2 separate regions of the Capra hircus genome follow, and region 2 is linked to region 1. The links are chromatin contacts, called in public Hi-C maps. All regions are on one chromosome and are shown on one strand. The core of a region is the stretch at or near the end of the contact, and the rest is flanking DNA. Distances in the headings are between cores, read along the strand shown.

Region 1 (4,602 bases), core at 459-2,958:
CATTAGCTACAGGGATGCTGGAAGCACCTGGAAACAATTAGGGACCATTTTCTTCTCTTCTTTTTTCTTTAGCTGGAGTTACTAGACCTTTAATACAAACTGCAGTTTTGTTGTCTATTACTTTTATTTTTTAATTGTGGTAAAATACACAGACCCTACAACTGACCAGGTTAACTATTTTTAAGTGCACAGTATGGCATTAAGTACATTCGTACTATTGTATAGCCATCACCACCTCTCATCTCCAGGTGCTGCTGCTTTTTGTTGTTTTGTTTTTAAACCCAGTGGAATGAAAATACTATAGTTATTTTCCAAGAGTATTTGAGGTTGAAAATTGATGCAAATTCTTCCAAATTCTCCATTAAAAAAAAAGAAAAAATCACAAGCGCTGTCCTAAAAGATAACACTTTAGTTCCCAGTGACAAAAGCAGATGCCCAGCACAGGTTAGCAGCAGTTGGAAATCTTGGGAGCACCGGCTTCAGTGAACACAACACACCAAGAGCTGAGGGCCTTTCCTTAAACTCATCCCCAAAGCAGTGTGGACAGCTGGTCTCCACTGAGAGCTTCTGATGCACTGGGCACTCTGATAAGTGAGCTGGCAGTCCTATTCCATTTAATCCTTACAGCCATCTTCCAAGTAGCTATTATCACCATGTTACATATAAGGAAACTGATGTGCGGAGAGAATTTGCTTGCCAGAAGTCTCAAAGCTAGCAAATGGCAGATCTGGGGTTGAAATCAAAGCTGTCTGGCATTGCAGGGAAGTGGCAAGTTTTAATGTAGGCTTTGGACAGGGTCAGTTTGGTGCCTTAGAAAGAAACGTGTGGGGCTCTGTGTGTGCCAGAATGTGCAGTGCTTGTGCTGTAGCAATATCCTGACAGGTCGACAACGGCAACTTAGGAAGTGTTGAGCCAAACAGACCTCAAAGCTACCTCCCCACCAGGTCCACAGGACAAAAACACTTTCCCAGGGGACATTTAGGTACAGATAATGATTCTTCAGTATATTAAGGTCCCAGTTTGTTTGCTTTAATGTGGTCACTGCATATTTACCCAGCAGCAGTTCCCAGACTTCAATGTCACGAGAACGGCCCAGGATGCCTGTTATGTGTGTGGATTCCTGGGCCCTACACACTGGAGGTCTGAATTATGTAGGCTCTGGGAATGAGGATGCGGAGCCAGGACCCAGAGGGCATCCTGAGGCAGAGGCCTGCCTCCCACACTGACAAATTCTTCTGTCCTTCTTCACATCCTCTTCACATCCAAGCAGGGAGCCCACTCTACTCACTGAGTCAGCAAACTTCTGTGAGGCCACCCCAGTCAGATGCTGTGCTGGCCGTAATTTAACATTTATTCTGTTGACAGTTCAGTTAATGATTGTCTCTTCCGCTAGACTATAGCTTTGTGAGGATCAGGACCTGGCCAGTCTTGCTCACTGCTGTAGTCCTAGGGCCTAAAGCAGGGTAGATGGTCAACGACTATTTATTAAATGAATGAATGGAGTGAAAGGTTAAGACAATATTGATATATGCAAAGATGAATGAAACCCAGTCCTTGCCTCAGAATGCTTACAACCTGGGTGGCTGGGCAAGTAAAGCCATCAGTACAAAAGAGAGTTCTTGTGTTTTGTGAGATATGGTCAGGCATGAGGCAACCACTTTCCAACCAGGCTGAACCCAAACTGGATCAGGCAGGAAGATGAGAAGACTGGATCTTTGGAACTGGAGAGCTAACCTGAACTGGGCTAGAAGAGGGCAAGTCAGATGGGAAGAGGCAGGGAAAAGATAAGTGGTGATTTGTCACCAGGCAGACAGGCTGCAAAGATGATAATGATAACACGTAAGTTGCCAACAACAAGGGTGTGTGGTGGGCCAGTATCCTGTTCTGCACTTCACACTGCGTTTACTTTATCCCACTCAACTCCTACAGTAATCTACAAGATAGCAGTGATCAGCTCTGTCTTACAAATGGAGAAACTGAGGCTCAGAGAAGTTATGTCCTATCTCTATAAGAGCAGAGCTGAGGTTTAAACCCAGGTGGTATGAATCCATGGCCCCTGCTGTGTTGCACTCCAAGCAGACAGAATTAATGATCCCCACAATAAGACAGGGATGAAGAGTCAGGAAATGTGTAGAGACAGCCGAAAGCCTTCCCGTTCAGAAGCATATGGCCACCACCCTCTTTAAACAGAAGCATGGAGAGATTGTTCTCAACATGACATCCAAGGTGTTCCATCTTTATCTTAAAAGGTCCTCTAAAGAATCTAATGATAAATAATTATGAATAAATAAATTAGGAAAGGAGTATGTCAAGGCTACTTATTGTCACCCTGATTATTTAACTTAAATGCACAGTACATCATGCTTGGATGAAATACAAGCTGGAATCAAGATTGCCAGGAGAAATATCAATAACCTCAGATACTCAGATGACACCATCCTTACGGCAGAAAGCAAAGAAGAATCAAAGAGCCTCTTGATGAAAATGAAAGAGGAGAGTAAAAAAGTTGGCTTAAAAGTCAACATTCAAAACACTAAGATTATGGCATCCGATCCCATCACTTCATGGCAAATAGGTGGGGAAACAGTAGAAACAGTGAGAAACTTTATTTTGGGGAGCTCCAAAATAACTGCAGATGGTGACTGCAGCCATGAAATTAAAATATGCTTGCTCCTTGGAAGAAAAGCTATGACCAACCTAGACAGCATATTAAAAAGCAGAGACATTACTTTGCCAACAAAGGTCTGTCTAGTCAAAGCTATGGTTTTTCCAGCAGTCATGTATGGATGTGAGGGTTGGACTATAAAAAAAGCGGAGTGCTGAAGAATGGATGCTTTTGAACTGTGGTGTTGAAGAAGACTCTTGAGAGTCCCTTGGACAGCAAGGAGCTCCAACCAGTCCATCCTAAAGGAAATCAGTCCTGAATATTCATTGGAAGGACTGATGCTGAAGCTGAAACTCCAATACTTTGGCCACCTGATGCAAAGAACTGACTCACTAGAAAAGACCCTGATGCTGGGAAAGATGCTGGGAAAGATTGAAGGCAGGAGGAGAAGGGGACGACAGAGGATGAGATGGTTGGATGGCATCACTGACTTGATGGATATGAGTTTTAGCAAGCTCTAGGAATTGGTGATGGATACAGGAATATCCTACCTGATCTCTCTTCTTATCTGCTCTCCAGCCAAGAAGAATCTCAGAAACACAATCTGCGCCCCACCTCCCTGTTTGCTTCCCAGGTAGCTCAGTGGTAAAGAATCTGCCCACCAACACAGGAGACACAAGAGACGCGGGCTCTATCCCCGGCTTGGGAAGATTTACTAGAGGAGGGCATGGAAGCCCACTCCAATATTCTTCCTGGAGAGTTCCATGGACAGAGGAGTCTGCGAGGCTATAGTCCGTGGGTCGCAAACAGTCAGACACCACTGAGCACACGGACACACACCCTGTTGGAAATATAAGCAGTGGTTGACAAGCATGACTGCCCATTAAAATCACCTGGGAAGGTTCTAAACATACCCCCAAAGATTCTAACAGACCCAGGGTAGAGTCCAGAAATGAGTATTTTTAAAAAGCTCCCCAGGAGCCAATCTTGAGCACTGCTACAGCTGAATGAGATATCCATCACTGAGCTAGGCATACTCAGGTGGAAGTCTCCTCTCCCACCATTCCTTCCTGCCCTATGTTCAATATTCTAGCCATGATGAACTGTTGGTGATTCCCCAGGATCATCTGTTTATTTTCAGCTGCCACTCTGCAACAAATGGTATGGCCTTTGTCCAGAAAATGTCCTAGCTCACCTCCTGTCAGACTCCTTAGTGTTCTTCATTACTTGGCCCCAAGGCCACCTCCTCCGTGAAGTCTTCACATGACCAGGCACAACTGGTGACTCCTTCCTCTGGGCAGCTGTAGCACTACACCTATATTCACATGTCTCTGTTGTTCTGAAATTATGTGTACAAACAACTCTCTCTCCTACAAAAGGGTATCAGAACAGTGATGCTTCAGATAACTTTGGTGGCCACTTCATGCTTTTGATCAGCATTTTTCTAGCTCAACCTGTATCTTACCTCTCTATTTCTTCACAGAGTCTTCTCTCCTACTACCTCGTAGTCCCACACAGCCCCTCTGACATATGCGTAAACCTGGAAGTGCCAAGGAGCTAACCTCTGGGGCAACCCTTGACCAACAGGGATGAGAACGCAGGGATAAATCCCTAGAGCAGTAATTCAGAAGTGCTTTCTCCACAGCTCTTCAGAGGGTCCTAGTGGGATTGGGCCAATCATACTACTATAAAGATTCACTTTAGATGACAAAGACCTTGTTCCATTTTTCCAGGCCAACACAATAACACAGAATCACAACAGTCTTGAAGACAACCATCATGAATGACAAAAAGTCATCCATGACCACAAGTATTCACTGAGAACACAGAGCCTGAGTCTGTCATGGATTTTGCCTCCTAAGCCACCTCCCTCACCAATGATGCAATAATGGACATATAAAAAGGTCAAATCAAGAAGGCAATCACATACTTTTGGAGCTGGTAAACAAATAGCACAACCAAGATGTCATGAGGCTTCAATTTTGAGTGAAGTTTAG
Region 2 (4,459 bases), core at 1,433-3,932, 61 kb after region 1:
CAGATCCGAAGGATAAAGAAATTACAGTCGGGGAAGGTTGGGAAGTGATGCAGAAAGCAGGAATATGGACAAGTACAACAAGTGCCACCTTAGGTGTGAGTACGGAGGTAGTAGAAGCATCCAACAGAAGGCTCAAAGGGTTGGAGGAGGCTTGGAGGAGGGACTAACAACCAAGATAAACCAAGGAGCGATCACAACAGCTAACATTTATTGAGCACATACTACATACATCTGGCCCTGTTCTGAGAAGCCTGCTTGAGAACCCTCATTTAGCACCCTGTGAGGTAGATAACATTATTCTCTCCATTTTAAAGATGAGGAGACTGAGGCTTAAAGTAAATGGTGGAGCTAGATTCAAACCAAGCTGGAGCAGCTTGGTTCCAGACTAAACGGGAAGGAGAGAGCTAAATCAGCCTTAAAGGCAGAGACAAGTGTCTTGCAACAGTCTAGAAGGAGGAAAGACGCTCCCCAAGTCCCTTGAGGAACTAAAAGTGTCTGGGGGTGGGGGCAGAAGTTCCAAGATGACTCAGCTCCATCTGCAGGTTAGAAGGGAAACCAGAGGCAGGGAACAGTCTGCTGTGGACTTCTGAAAACTAGCTGTGTGACTCCTGTCATCTAACCCTTCTTGGCTTCAGTCATAAAAGGCAGTAATTGCCCTTTCATAAAAGGCAATAATAAAAATGCCTGGACTCTACCATAGAGAATGGCCACAGGCACCAAATAAGAAAAAATGCATGTAAACTTGATAGCAAAGCGCAGATTGCTTCACAGACTTGAGATTTCATCAATATCATTTCCCCAGTAGCTTCAAAGATTTGCAAACATAATCAACAGTGTCAGGGCAGTAGCAGGAGACTTTGAATTGGAGCAACAGAATGGGGAAACAGCCCCTTGGACCCTGTGTCCATCACCTGCATCTAAACTCACCGCTTACTGTGTGATGCCAAGGCAAGCTACTCTCTCACTACCTCAACGCCATCATCTGGGAAATGGGGGTGATGATAGCATTCACTTTATAAGTCGCAGGGAGTGGCTTAGGACGGCTCCCAGCACAGAGGAAAGACGAAAATGTTAACAGCTATCATTTTTATCATTATTAGGAACTCTATTGGCTACTCATCCCATTCCTCCACATTCGATGTGATAAAAACACATGGGGATACTAGAAACCGGAGGTGATGAAGGTTTACAATCCTACACAAGCACGCTGCTGCAGACATTCTTCCTGGCTCCCATGGGCTGGCAAGCAGCTGGCTCTCTGTGTTCTCTGTCCTGGCAGAAAATGCCCAAAAGAGGTAAAAGACAGAGATCGCACACCATCTGTGCAAACCAGGCTGCTCTCCTAGTTTTTAGACAGAATCTAAAGTCAGTCAGTCAGATAAGCCTTACTTTTTTAAGATAAAACTGTTCTTGGAGATTTCCCTCCCCTCACCCCACCCCACCCCCATACTCATGCACACTCCCCCACACCTCCCAAGAAACGTTTAGCCTTTTGCAAGACACACTCTGGGGTCCTGTTGAGACAGCCTCTTGCCACATTAACTTCTCTGTCTAATTCCAGGCAGAGAAGTCTTTGCTAATTTCACAACAGGAAAGCACGCAGGAAATTCGAGAACAAAGCAGATCTACAGGGGCAGCCCAGCATCTTCCAGCAAACGCGGTGAGGCACTGACCCGAAGCAAGACGACTCCGGACTGCAAAAGAGGCAGCTGCCTCCTAAACTGTGAGGGGACGGAAGAAGTCTTTTGCCTCTAAAAAACCAGATCTGAATACCAATTGCTCATAAATATTCATGAGCCGCTCCAGCTTGCTCAAGAGTCACCCTTGACTGTAACCCTGGAGCTTGGCTTTGTAAAATATTCCCCAAAGTTTTTTTCTCTCTGCCTCCTCTCGGAAGGAGAGGGTGGGAAAGTGTATATAGGGCTTTTTGCCTCTTGCTCTTTCAAGTACTTGCTTTTGGTCTGGGCTTTTGGTTTCCTTTTTTTGTTTTTTTATTTTTATTTTTTCCTGGTCTTAAGGATTCAGATCAAATCAATTTTGCTCTTACCCCTTCTATCTTCCATAATTGGCAGCTTTTGTTTTCTTCCTCTTTGCTCTTTACTTTTCAGCCTCTGCTTGCTGTGGTCGGTCTCAGTGAAAGAGGTACTCAAGGAACAGAGATATAACAGACCCTCGGAATCATGGGAGGGGCTAAATTAGCCTGCCCCGTTTCGGAAGGAACCTCAAACCCTATGTCTTTTTCATTGACTGAAAGGACAGAATGCCGAGGAGTTCAGCAGCTCATTCCCCTAAAGCTTGCCTGGGCTGTAACTTTTTCTATCTTGAGGCAATGTGTGTTCAGATTTCGCTTCAGAGTTTCCCCTCTCTCTTTGATACAGAAATCCATTTCCCCCCTTGAAAAATGTATCTTGTCTGCAAGCAAATTAAAAAAAGCGCGATTTACTTTCTGCAATTTTGAAGCAAGCTAACAAGAAACTTGTTACCTTGATACCGGCTGGAAAAAGGATGGGACTCAGGAACAGATCTGCTGGCCCCACAAATCCGATTACTTCTGGTTCCCTGATGAGCAATCCCTTTTTGGAGTTCATTACGCCAGAAGAGCACTGGGTCGCCCAAGCAAAGGACGCTGCGGCTTGAGAAACCGTAGTATTGGTCGGAAGTCATGGTGGGACGGCAGAGAAGGCTGCTCGCTGGGAACAGCTGTCTAGCTGTGCTGATGCGAATTGTCTACCTTTTCCAAACCTTCACCCCCTACCTCTGAAGTCTTATAGGCAGGAATTGCCACATCCAGGCTTTGCCACGATGACCCAAATACAGACTGACCAAAGCATTAAAAAGAAACGGTGTCTATGAAGTTATTTTGAAATCAGGATAAGAGACAACCCACAGGAAGGTAAGTTCCCAAGTCTTAAGGCAGCGTGTTTGGGCAACTTCTCCCTCCAGGAGGCTGTCAAACTTTAGCATTTTAGGTTTCAAAGAGACCTGACGGGTAGTCTAAGCGACGATAGAGATGTGGGGATGTTAAGCTACAAGTTCATGTTCGCGTTGAGGGCAGGGAGCTGCTCTCTCTTGTTACCATGCTCTCCAGCACCTGATACAGTTTCTCCCACAGTGTAGGTGCTTAGTAGATTTTTGATGAATGGTTGAGTTAATAAATAGCAGCCAAGCAGAACATAAATCTGATTTCTACATTGTTTCTTCCACGTGAGAATTTGTGTCTAAAATCGGTTACACCATAAAACATTTTGAAAGTGAAAGTGAAAAGTTGCTAATTCCCATCTGACTCTTTGCAATCCCACAGACTATACAGTCCATGGAATTCTCCAGGCCAGATTACTGGAGTGAGTAGCTGTCTCTTCTCCAGGGACTCTTCCCAACCCAGGGATTGAACCCAGGCCTCCCGCATTGCAGGCGGATTCTTTACCATCTGAGCCACCAAGGAAGCCCAAGAATACTGGGGTGGACAGCCTATCCCTTCTCCAGGGAATCTTCCCAACCCAGGAATTGAACCAGAGTTTCCTGCATTGCAGGTGGATTCCTTACCAGCTGAGCTATCATTTTACTTCCATATATATTCCATAAGCTATTAAATTGGTGACCACTAAAGGCTGTTTTTTACTCTATAAAAATATATTCTCCACTATACTTTTAATCATACTTTAATAAAGGCAGGGTTTTTTTTTTTTTTTTTCAGTTTAGTGTTTCTGTTATTTGCTCAGTGCTCAGCAGCATACTGTGTGCTCAATAATGTTTCATGTTGGACTTTCCTGGTGGTCCAGTGGTTAGGACCCATGCTTCCATTGCAGGGGGCACGGGATTGATTCCTGGTCAGGGAACTAAGATCTTAATGGCACAGCACCTGCCCACCGCCCCCCCCCCCTCAAAAAAAAGTTTAGTGCTTTAATAAATCTGAGTCTGCACAAGACTCTTTCTTTACCTTACTAAAGGTTTCAGAGTTAGAGTATTTGCCATTTATAATAAAAGCTAGTTATACTAAATGAGAATCCAGTGGATGCCTTTTCCAGATACCAAGATTTCTAATAAGAAATGTTAGTTTGGTATTTGTCCTATTGTGGTAAAATTGTTTTTAACTGATGTGATGGTATCTCTGTAAAAATCAACAAATTTATAATGGGTTTATGACTGTCTGGGCATCATTGTTTCAGAGAAAAGTTCCAAAAAGAACATGTCTACAAAATATCCTGTGAACTATGGGATGGAAAAAAGACTGTCAAAGCTAGAAGGAGAAAAAAAAGGATCTAGATCCATAGTGAGTGAGAGGTTATGTGGGAGAAAAAGAAAAGCATGTGAACATGTCAAGGAGAGCCCCCTCCAGAACATGCCCTCTTCTCGTTACCCCCAGTGCTGCCACGCTGGGCCAAGCTGCATCATCTCGCACCTGGTTTATTATGATAGCCTTCCCACTGGTCTCCCAGATCCTGCTCTCAATCCTGCTCAG

Evidence for each region. A called contact is a pair of places that touch in the nucleus more often than the background predicts.
Region 2: a Hi-C map of blood shows a contact between it and region 1, with 3 times the contacts expected there. The contact joins the promoter of ENTPD1 here to the enhancer-like site in region 1. A contact is called at or near these places in 3 of 5 Hi-C or Micro-C datasets (all in blood).

The regions. Positions count from the first base shown.
Region 1 is chr26:34,344,218-34,348,819 of ARS1.2, forward strand. All of the region lies in intron 2 of ENTPD1 (ectonucleoside triphosphate diphosphohydrolase 1), which reads right to left. Among named protein-coding and RNA genes, the nearest start is that of C26H10orf131, 53 kb to the left of the region's middle. Within about 2 kb of position 1,709, at least 1 of the 5 cell types and tissues checked has an H3K27ac peak or open chromatin away from gene starts, as enhancers often do.
Region 2 is chr26:34,404,155-34,408,613 of ARS1.2, forward strand. It overlaps ENTPD1 (ectonucleoside triphosphate diphosphohydrolase 1), which reads right to left and starts at 2,683. Exons shown (of 10, transcript XM_013975163.2): 1 at 2,484-2,683. The coding sequence starts at 2,664.